2 separate regions of the Rattus norvegicus genome follow, and region 2 is linked to region 1. Evidence: chromatin contacts called from public Hi-C data. All regions are on one chromosome and are shown on one strand. Each heading gives the region's core, a stretch centred on a gene start, on an enhancer-like site or on the middle of the called end of the contact. The rest is flanking DNA. Distances are from core to core; before and after follow the strand shown. Region 1 holds the start of Trio (trio Rho guanine nucleotide exchange factor). Region 2 has its middle 27 kb from the start of Dnah5.

Region 1 (4,808 bases), core at 1,619-4,118:
GCCTAATAAAGAAGCAAGAAAGGAATAAACAGAAAAGGGGACCAAGCGACCTCACCTGCAGGGCTGATAAGGTAGAGGTGAGAGATACAAAGTGCTCTGGAGGAGAGCCAGGCTCGGATACCCTGGAGAATGTTCACACCCTAACCTGTGCCTCCCAGTCCATGGGAGGGATTTTCCCTGTTTGCACATCTTGAAGACTGAAGAGATGGATCTTACAACTCATTCTCCTCATTATTCACAGTCAATCAAATCTTTCCTGGAGGAATCCTACCTGACTCTATTCCATGAGGTCTCCAACCAAGGCCACCCTTAAAACCACCATGCCTGGGCTTCAAACTTACCCGCCCCTTTGTATCTATCCTCTACTAGACACAAACGGCCTAGACGCCAACCACTGAGATCTGGGGCAGGATTCGGAGCTGCCTGAAGTGGAGACTAACTAAAAAGGGTCCAGCACACTGCCCTTGGGATGGGACAGTTCTAAGACCACCTGAAAATCGGCGCTGGCTCCTGACCATCAGTCGGTCAACTAAAAAAAAAGCTTGTCAAGTCACTTTGGAGGTAGAATAAAGGAAATAAAGAAGTAAGGGGCTTTTATCTGGACAGGAACTCTAAAATGAACGAGCAACCCAGGACTACGGAACATTAGGAACAGTAGGAAGAGAGGCAAACAAGACCAGCATGTCTTTGGAGAATCTTGAAAACAAGTCATTCCTGAACATTAAAACATGAGTGGGGAAAAAATCCATCTCTTGGGCACAAGAACCTTTCTCTAATATCATGAAGATGAGCTCTACACAAAACCATTTATTCTGTCACAGGTGATAGGTAAAAGAAAGAATGATGGGTTTTGGCCATGGAGGAAGCTCAGTTCTCCTCTATCCAGCCAGTCACACACCAAAAAAATAAATAATACATTTTAAAAAAACTGTTAAAGCTTTCATTTGAAGGAGTTGATGTTTTTCTAAACCTCAGCGCATTTCTGCAAGGACCTCACGGGAGATGAAGTACTAGAGAGAGCACACGAAACCCAAGTTGACACCGTAGAGACGGAATGTGTCACTTCTAGTCATAACCAATCGGTAAAGACAAATCAAAACTAACCCTTCCAGACAATGATCAAGAAGACAGAACTAAACCAGGTGTCTAACGGTCTAGAAGTTATCTGCCTCGCCCAAGGCCGGTCGCTTCAATTGCTAGCTCCTAATGACCCAGACTGCAGTCCTGATCTCTCCCAGTTAGGGAGCTGACTTTGAAAGAGGCTAGAGAGAACCTGAGCTGTCAGCCTCCCGCGCTCACCCGGGTGCAGGCCGCTCGCTAGACCCCGAGGCTCTCCCAGTCGTCCTCCCGGAGGCGGGCAGCTTCCCCGCGCCCTCCCTGGCCCGCCCGCCCCTCCGGTGCCTGACCTGGGCCGCCCTCTCCGGCTCTCCAGCGCGGAGCCTGCATCCTCACTCCCAAGCCTGGCCCGCCAGGGACTGCTCCCCGAGCTGCAGGCCCCCGACCGCCGCCGCTGCCCTCCGCCGCCTCCCGGGCGCGCAAGCAAACCGGACGGCACGCAGGGACGTGCGGACGCTAGCCGGGCTCGCGCGGGATCTGGGCCGGGCCGGGCTTGGAGGAGGTGCCGTTACCGGGGTCCCCGGGACGCCCCGTCACGCCCCCTGCGCCGCACACCAGCGCCCCTCCCGACCGCTGGGCTCCGGGCTAGCCTCCTCCTCGGCCACCTCCTGCTCGCCAGAGCGGACCCCGAGCTGCCCCGAGCTGCCTCCAGGTCCACGCCACCCACGCAGTGCTCGCCAGCCCTAGTCCCACGCCTCTCCCTAGAACCACCACGGTCCCAGATGTCCTTCCCTGGCCTCCCCCAAGAGACAATGGCTGGACCTGACCGCCGCCTCAGCTCAGCCACCTTCCTCGGTTCCTGGGCTAAGGTGCGATGGCTGCCCGGTTTCACAGAACTGTACCGCCAAGGCTGGATGACAGGCTAGAAGACCGGAGCCAGGACACTCGCTGATAATGAGGTCGGGGGTCCAGCTATCAGCGGCCCAAAAGCTATCACAGGGCAGAGCTGCTGTCCCCAGTCCCGGTGAGCTCGTCCTCCGGGACACCGGCCTCCGCCCACGCCGTCCCCGCCGCCGCCTCCTCGGCCCTCCAGCAAGAAACAAAGAGCCGGCGCCCCTACACGCGGGGCCGTGGTCGCTGCAGCGGGAGACCGAGGGGTGTCTAGCCTGGCACGAGGGGCGAGTGCCGGGAAAGCGAGTGAAGGCGCCCGGGACCAGCTGCAGCACACGGGCGGCGTGGGTAACCTGACACGCCGGAGTGGATCGCAGAGCCCCGATGCGGCGACGGGGACGAGAGCGCGCAGGGCTGTACCGGGCCGGAGATCGGGGCGCGCCGGGCCGGCGGAGCGCGTGGGGCAACCGCGGTACTCACCGGATCGAAAGAAGGCCGCGATGTCGGCCAGGTCCTTGGCGGCCTCCTCGGCACCCTCGCCGGCGCCGCCCCCGCAGCCGGAGCCCGCCGCGCTGGCCGCCGCCGCCGGGCCGGAGGACGCGGCCGGGGCGGTGGCACCGCCGCTGCTGCCGCTCATGGCTTCGGCGGCGGACGAGCCCGCCTCAGGCCCCGCGCCCCTAGCTCCGCGCACCCAGCCGCCCGCGCCTGGCCTGACGGCGCCGAACACCCAGCTGCCCGCGCCCGGCGCGCGGACGCACAGCCCCGGGGCGGCGGGCGGCGGCGGCTCGGCCCGAGGAGCGCGCCCACATAGACGAGGACACCGCCCGGGAACCGCGAGCCTGGCGCGGGGCGGGCGCGCGGAGCCACGGCCTCTGTGTGGCCGGCCGGGGCGCGGGCAGCGGCGCGGACACGCGAGGGCGGGGGCCGGGGCTGGAGAAGCTCCGCGATCACGGACGCCGGCGGCAGCAGCGAGCCTCCATCTTGCTTTCCGATGGGGAAGGAAGGAGGGGGAGGGAGAAATCACGGCCGAGGGAGTCCGGGTGAAAGGAAAGGGAGAGCAGGGAAAGGAGAGGAAGGAAAAAGAGGGGCTTCGGGAATTTCCGGAGAGCTTCGTTAGGGGCCGGAGCGTGGGCTCGGCTGGTGGGCGGTGCCTGTTGTGGGCGGGATCATGGAGGGGCGGGGCCGCGCCTGGGAGCCCTGAGGGCGGAATGGAGTGGCTGCAGAAACGTGGAGCTGGCCAGGTCTCCTCCTCCAGGGCTGCTCCAAACCTGGGAGGAGCAGGAACAAGTGTGACCGACCCACACTGGCCTTCCAGGCCGGCACTGCGCCCCCTGCCAGGATTCTCGCGCCTGCACTGCAAGCAGCCCTAATGCTGGACCGCTTTCATTATTATTTATGTCACCCGTGGAGCCGAGTGACAAGGGCACAGAGCTGGTGTGGCCCTTGCAGGAGCAGCGCTGGCACTGGCATGTAGAAGGAGCTAGATAATTGTTGAATGAGCAGAGAGGCAATGAAAACAGATTATCTGCTCTAGTCTACCGTCTCCTTGTATGTAAAAAGCGGGGGGGGGGGGCGTGTTTGCGGGGAATCCCCATCTCCCAATCATGCTGGGTCCTCACGCTGCTCAGATGTATTGGAAAGATGATGGAGGCAGGGGAGACCAGAAGAAAGGGAACCTTAAAGAAAATGTACGTTAAATCAACTGTGTGGAATACCAAATTCTGCTTTATGTCACGGCTGCAAGATGAGTGCAGTGAAAGAATGGGCACAGGATAATTGAAGATCAAATGCCTGAGAAGACAGATCAACAAATTCCATCAAAGTACACCACTACCTATGTTTAACGGGAGAACGATGATTAAGTGGCCACCAGATCTTTTTCCCTTGGGAGTCTCAGACAAACAAGGGAAGTAGGTTTAGGGGCCTTAGTTTCGTTCAGGATGAAGGCTGGAGACATCCGTAGGAACTTGTGTTCACCTTGCTATAGGTGTGTGTAAAGAACTACAGCAGTATGAATATATTTGAGATAGCATGATAGTACACGTGCCTGTATCTTCTTGCCCTGTAAATTAATTGGTCCTGGAAACATTTTTGCAACAGCCCACACACCTAGCATTTAGATCTCTCTGCCTCTCTTTTGCCTGTGCATGCACAGGCACGCGTGCACATGTGTGCCTATTGGCACTTGTGTCTGTGTTCATGAGAATACAAAGATAGGTGTCTAGTGTCTAACTCAGTCACTCTCTCCTCACCTTCTCTTTTGAAGCAGAGTCTCTCACTGAATCTGGAGCTCCCTGGTTAATTAGACAGTTGACTAGCAATACCAAAGGGTCCTCCTGTCTCTGCCTCCCTAGTGCTGAAATTACAGAGGCACAAACTACTGTACCTAGCTTTTCACTGGGAAGACAGACAATCTGAATTCAGGTTCCCACGCTTGCAGAGCAAGCACTTTACCATAGATGGAACATTTCTATGGCCCTCAGCTCTTGTTTTGAATACTTTCCTCCAATTAAAGCAACTCAGGCTCTTTGGGGAAAGGGGTGATTCTGGTAGTGGGACAGAAAATATTTCACATGAGCACCCTGTTGTACCAGAAGGTAAGGACATGGCTTTCCAAGAGAATAGCCAGCACAGATAAAAATTGTCCAGGACACATGGGAAACAGTCGAAAGAGCTCCTCATGGCCAAAGCCAGAACAATTTCAGTAAGAAAATATAGCGCTGTTTGATTGTGAGCAACAAATAAATTAATTAATTAATATTTTTGAGTCCATACTGATGTAAGTGAATAAGCAAATGGGGCAGAAGAGACAAGAAGTGCAGAAGATGTATAAGTAATCTACATAGAGACTGCCCTGAAGG
Region 2 (4,808 bases), core at 1,505-4,004, 150 kb after region 1:
GCTCTACCCACTAGCTGTCGTATCAGAACCAACCAGGTATTCTTTTTTATACTATCATCTCATAAACCTGCTACAAATCTCCAGTTTTTCATGTGTATAGTGTAACTATTATCGCACTCATAAGACAGTCGAACCGATCGACAGTAAATATGAAATGCAAAGCCCTAAATCAATATTATTCCCTTTCCCAATTCGGAATGGGCAGGCTCTAAGTTGGATTCACAGTGGTGCTTGGGGTTCTGGGAGACTCCAGGCAGTGTGCTCGTGGGCACATGCTTTTGCACAGGAACGCTGCTTACTAGCTTGCTCATCATGACTTGCTCAGGTTGCTTTCTAATACGATCCAGGACCACCAGCCAAGGGATAGCCCTACCCACAATGCACTGGGCTCTCCCCCATCAACTACTAGTTCAGAAAATGCCTTACAGGTTTGCCTGCAGCCTGATCTTATGGAGGCATTTCTTTTCTTTTCTTTTCTTTTTTTTTTTTTTTTTTGGAGCTGGGGACTGAACCCAGGGCCTTGCGCTTGCTAGGCAAGCGCTCTACCACTGAGCTAAATCCCCAACCCCCATTTTTTTAAGTTGAAGTTTCCTCCTCTCAGATGATGTTAGCTGGTGTTGATATAAAAAATATTCAGCACATAGACTAATTTTTTAATTATATAATTTTTTGTGGACTTCATATGTTTATATAATGAACCATGATGGTATTCTCTTCCCATTTCCCTCATAACTTTTGTATTTCTTCAACATATACCCTCAAAACATCCTGTCTTCTTTCTTTTCAGATTTGTTTTTATCACTCTTAATTGTGCATGCATGCGTGTGTGTGTGTGTGTGTGTGTGTGTGTGTGTGTGCCATGAGCAGAATTATCTGAGTGTTAGGAACTGAGCTTAGTTCCTCTACAGACCAGTGTGTCCTGTTAACTGCTGTGCCATCCCTTTAGCCCTTCCTTTTCCTATTATAATTTATCAAATTCAGTTACTGCTGTTCATATACACATGGGTATGGATCCACTCACTGGATCCTGGGAAACTTACCAGTGACTATATTTTCTAAGAAGAATGCGTCTCCCTCCTCTAACAGTTATCTGCTGTCGATAACTCTTTAGTGATGAATAGCCCTGGAGAGCATTGCCCCCCTTTTTAATGTTTAATGAAGAAAACAAAAATATATCTAAAAGTGAAGCTTCTGGAAAAAATATTTGTTCTTCCCTGTCTTGTATCACTCCTCAGACTTGACCTTGGACTCCTGCCTGGCCTTGTGTTTCAACACTGGGTCTCTGAACACACCCTTCTTGACAACAGTTTTGTCCAAGGCGATATCCACAGATTACCTTTGAGCATGAGGTGGTTGTAGTCATAAACTTTCACAAAGGACTTGGTCTTGGTTCTATTGGCAATTTTCTTCTTGCCCATGGCAGCTGTCACTTTTTGGAGATAATGGTCAATTCCAGCCACCAGGGCATGGCTGTGAGGGTGGTCTGAGGTGCCGTCATCGATGCATTTCATGATGATGGCCTTGTGTCTAGAGTAGCATCCAACCAGGACCAGCACCACTTTCTAGGGTTTCCTGAACTCTCCCATTTTGACAGCAAGTACCTGGCTTTCAGCAGAAAAAAACACACCTGCCCCTTCTATGCTAGACATTTGATTAGCTAGATCTTGTGTAGGTCTTGTGCTGGTAACCAGGTAACCACAGACACTGTGAGTTCATAAATGCGATAGCCATTTTGAAAGATTGGTTTTTAAGTAGTTTATGGGCAACTCTTTTAGTCATTAGATGTGAGAGGAGCAGAAAATTGGATTCTCATTGATCAAAATTCGAAATCTACTTTAAGTTTATTCTTACAATTTTAAAAATAATTCATATTTATATTTTGTGTGTAGGTATGTACACAAGGCAGGCACATGTGGGGGTCAGAAGAGAATTTTTGATTCCTTGGAACTTGAGTTACCAAAACTAGTCCTCTGCAAGAACAGTATGTGCTCTTAAGCCCGGAGACTTCTCCTAGCACCAAGCCTACTCCTGATAATGTAACTACACCATGATAGACATGCTGCTTCAGTCTGTCTGGTCCCCAAAGCTCATGCACTGGAAACTTGGTCTCCAGTCGGGGAGTGCTAAGATGGTGCAGCCACTGAGAGGTGGGATCTACAGAAACATAAACATGAGTGACTGAGTGCAAGCCCCAGTGCCCCTGTGACAATTGGGCATGAATCTTAACCTTAGTGCTAAGCAGGCAGAGCTGAATGATTCTTTCACCAGACAGTCTAGCCCAACTCAGTAGGAAATTCTGTCTCAAACAAACAAACAAACAAACAAACAAACAAACAAACAAACATCAGTAGAACAATTGAGCAACCCAGCAAACCCAGCCTCTGTCCTCTACACACACGTGCAAGCATGCATGTACCTACACCCTTACACATGCCTGCCCTTATACAAATACAAAAAAAAACCAAAACAAAACAAAAATTAAAGAAATGCATGATGGGTTTTGAAAAGGCTCAGCCTTCTCACTGGGAATACCACCATGCTAATCTTTACTGAAAACTGTAAGTAAGTTAAAACCAGCTCAGCCCAAAATGCCCACAGTTATCAGGGCATGAACACATGGGAGGGACCAGTGTGTGAAGAAGCCTCAAACTGGTCTCTGTCGGAGACAGTGGGTCATGTCTGTGAAGCTTCATGCCTGTAAGCTCCTGTCTGTGGTCCTCTCTGGCCTTCATGGATCACGGATCTCTGCTGCCCCTGTGTGATGGACAGCTGCTGCTGAAGGCGAATTGTGGCAGAGAACCCAAGCAGCTGTTCTCACTGACCCTAAGCAAAGCAAGCAGCCAGCCAGCCATGTGACAGAAGAACACTGATAGGCAAACATAGTAATGGCAGCAGATAGACAATTAGGTGAGCAGCCACGTTTGAATGCTGCCCTGCAGCAGGAAGAGGTGGACAGGAGGCTCTCAGACCGAGGCCTGCCATCGTCAGCCAAGTGTAGTTTCCTTGCCCATTTAAAGCATCTGCATAGGAAATCCTGTCCACCTGTGGTATGACTCCTTGACAATTAGTTAGATCACTTTGCTTTTCCTGTGATGTCTGGGTTGGTCATATGTAGCTGCTGCGCCAGTGGTTAGCCATCCTTTTTTAGCATTAGAGATGTGCAACCAGTCATGTATAACAGGGTTTGAATGTTTTTTATGTGTCCTTCATGTTGTGACTGTTTCACTAAGGTCTCATTGTAAGTCTTCTGTAATCCATTTTTTTTTTTTGGTTTATTACAGAAGGATGCTGGGACTTGTTACAAAATGTCAATGTCACTGATGCTTTGAAAGGCAATATTTATTTTGGGAGAAAGTCATCCTTGGGTGTGCAGGAGATCTTGGGTATGTAACTAGATGTAATAGGAGCTGAGAGATAGCATGACAAAAGAAGAATGGCTTCCTGAAGTTTTTTGGGGTTGGGCAGTGGTGGCTGAATGGTAGGAAGCTAGCGGAGGAATGTGGGCACAGGATAGGAAGGGCAGTTTGGGCTTAGTGCGTGAATGATGAGAGACACAGGGGAGGATCCTCTAGGGCAGAGGTGAGCAGGAGGCAGCTTGAGAGTGGGGACATGAATCTCACTTGGACATTGTCTTCTCCCTTTGAACTTCTGAGGAGATACCTCCCTTCCCAGGCCTTTGTCATTTTTGTGAGATTTTGGCAATGGGCTATATTGTGTGCCGAAAATCCCAGATGAAACACATGAAGGCTAGAGAAGCGCTTGAGCCTCTCGGTCTTCAGGATCTGCTCTTGCTCTTGCTTTGCACGGGACTAATGTGGCCCTCAAGAGGTTCAGAAGGAGAAGCATAGGGCTGACCCGAGTTCAGGTATTTTGTGGAGCATGACTGCATGCAGCAAGGCAGATCACAGAGTCACTCAGGAAGAACTCTGTCTTCATATTCATGTCTCTGCTCCTCATGGGTTGTTTCCTGAAGATGGTCTACAGGATTCGCTTTGTGTTCTTCAACTCCCTGGGAAAACACCTGTTTGTGCCCATCTCAGTGGTCAGCATCCTGGGCAAATAAAATTCTCCACAACACAATTCCTTCATGACTCTAAATGCTATGCAATCTGTATTTGGTTATATTTACCATCGATAATACAGGTGCCAGAGTATTGATTTTTCTTTTTGCTCAGAGAATTGATTTCAGAGCCTTTGTGTATACACAAAGCCTTTTAGCCCAGGCTTGCACAGACTAAGATAGTTAAAAGTGAAAAACCACCCAGTCAATTCATTTATCTTGAAAATATGTTCCACCTGCTTAAAGAGAAAATTTAGAGCATAATAAAGACACCGGGTATTTAACTCCTTTCCTAACGTGTGTTGGCATCTGCCTCATGATCACCCTTGTTCATTAACTTCATGATGGTTTTTAGAATCTAATTTTATCCTAGCTGGAATCCTGCATTTCTCGTGTAAAGCTAAGCATGCACACACAAGGCTCACTTGGTAAGAAGGGGTGCTACACGTCCCCTGGAGGACATTCATCATGCTCTCTCTGGGTTGGTGACATCCTATTGCCTGGCCATTGAATTGCAGAAATGCTTTTAGGTCGCTAATGGATAACAGAAATAGATTTCCACTTCTCAAAAAAAGGAGCTTTGGTGTTTCTGGGGCTAATTAAAGTACCTGGAAGAGTAAGTGGGTCAATGCCTAGCCATCTCCATAGTCTACTGGTTTGGAATGGAGGAAACTATTAAGCTTTGAGGTGGGGCTTTTAATTATGTCTTGGTAACTACACAGGTGTACAACCAGTGACTTAATGGATT

The links. Hi-C and Micro-C count contacts between places; a contact is called where the count stands out from the background.
Region 2: a Hi-C map of psoas muscle shows a contact between it and region 1, with 2.6 times the contacts expected there. The contact joins the enhancer-like site here to the promoter of Trio in region 1. A contact is called at or near these places in 5 of 12 Hi-C or Micro-C datasets (the A7r5 cell line, the Rat2 cell line, Schwann cells and 2 more) and 1 of 1 datasets of contacts at active chromatin or transcription factors (oligodendrocytes).

Annotation. Positions count from the first base shown.
Region 1 is chr2:80,528,744-80,533,551 of GRCr8, forward strand. It overlaps Trio (trio Rho guanine nucleotide exchange factor), which reads right to left and starts at 2,869. Exons shown (of 57, transcript NM_001107658.3): 1 at 2,428-2,869. The coding sequence starts at 2,584.
Region 2 is chr2:80,682,042-80,686,849 of GRCr8, forward strand. It overlaps a transcript of Dnah5 not described here and the pseudogene LOC108349970. Among named protein-coding and RNA genes, the nearest start is that of Dnah5, 27 kb to the right of the region's middle. Within about 2 kb of position 2,755, at least 7 of the 93 cell types and tissues checked have an H3K27ac peak or open chromatin away from gene starts, as enhancers often do.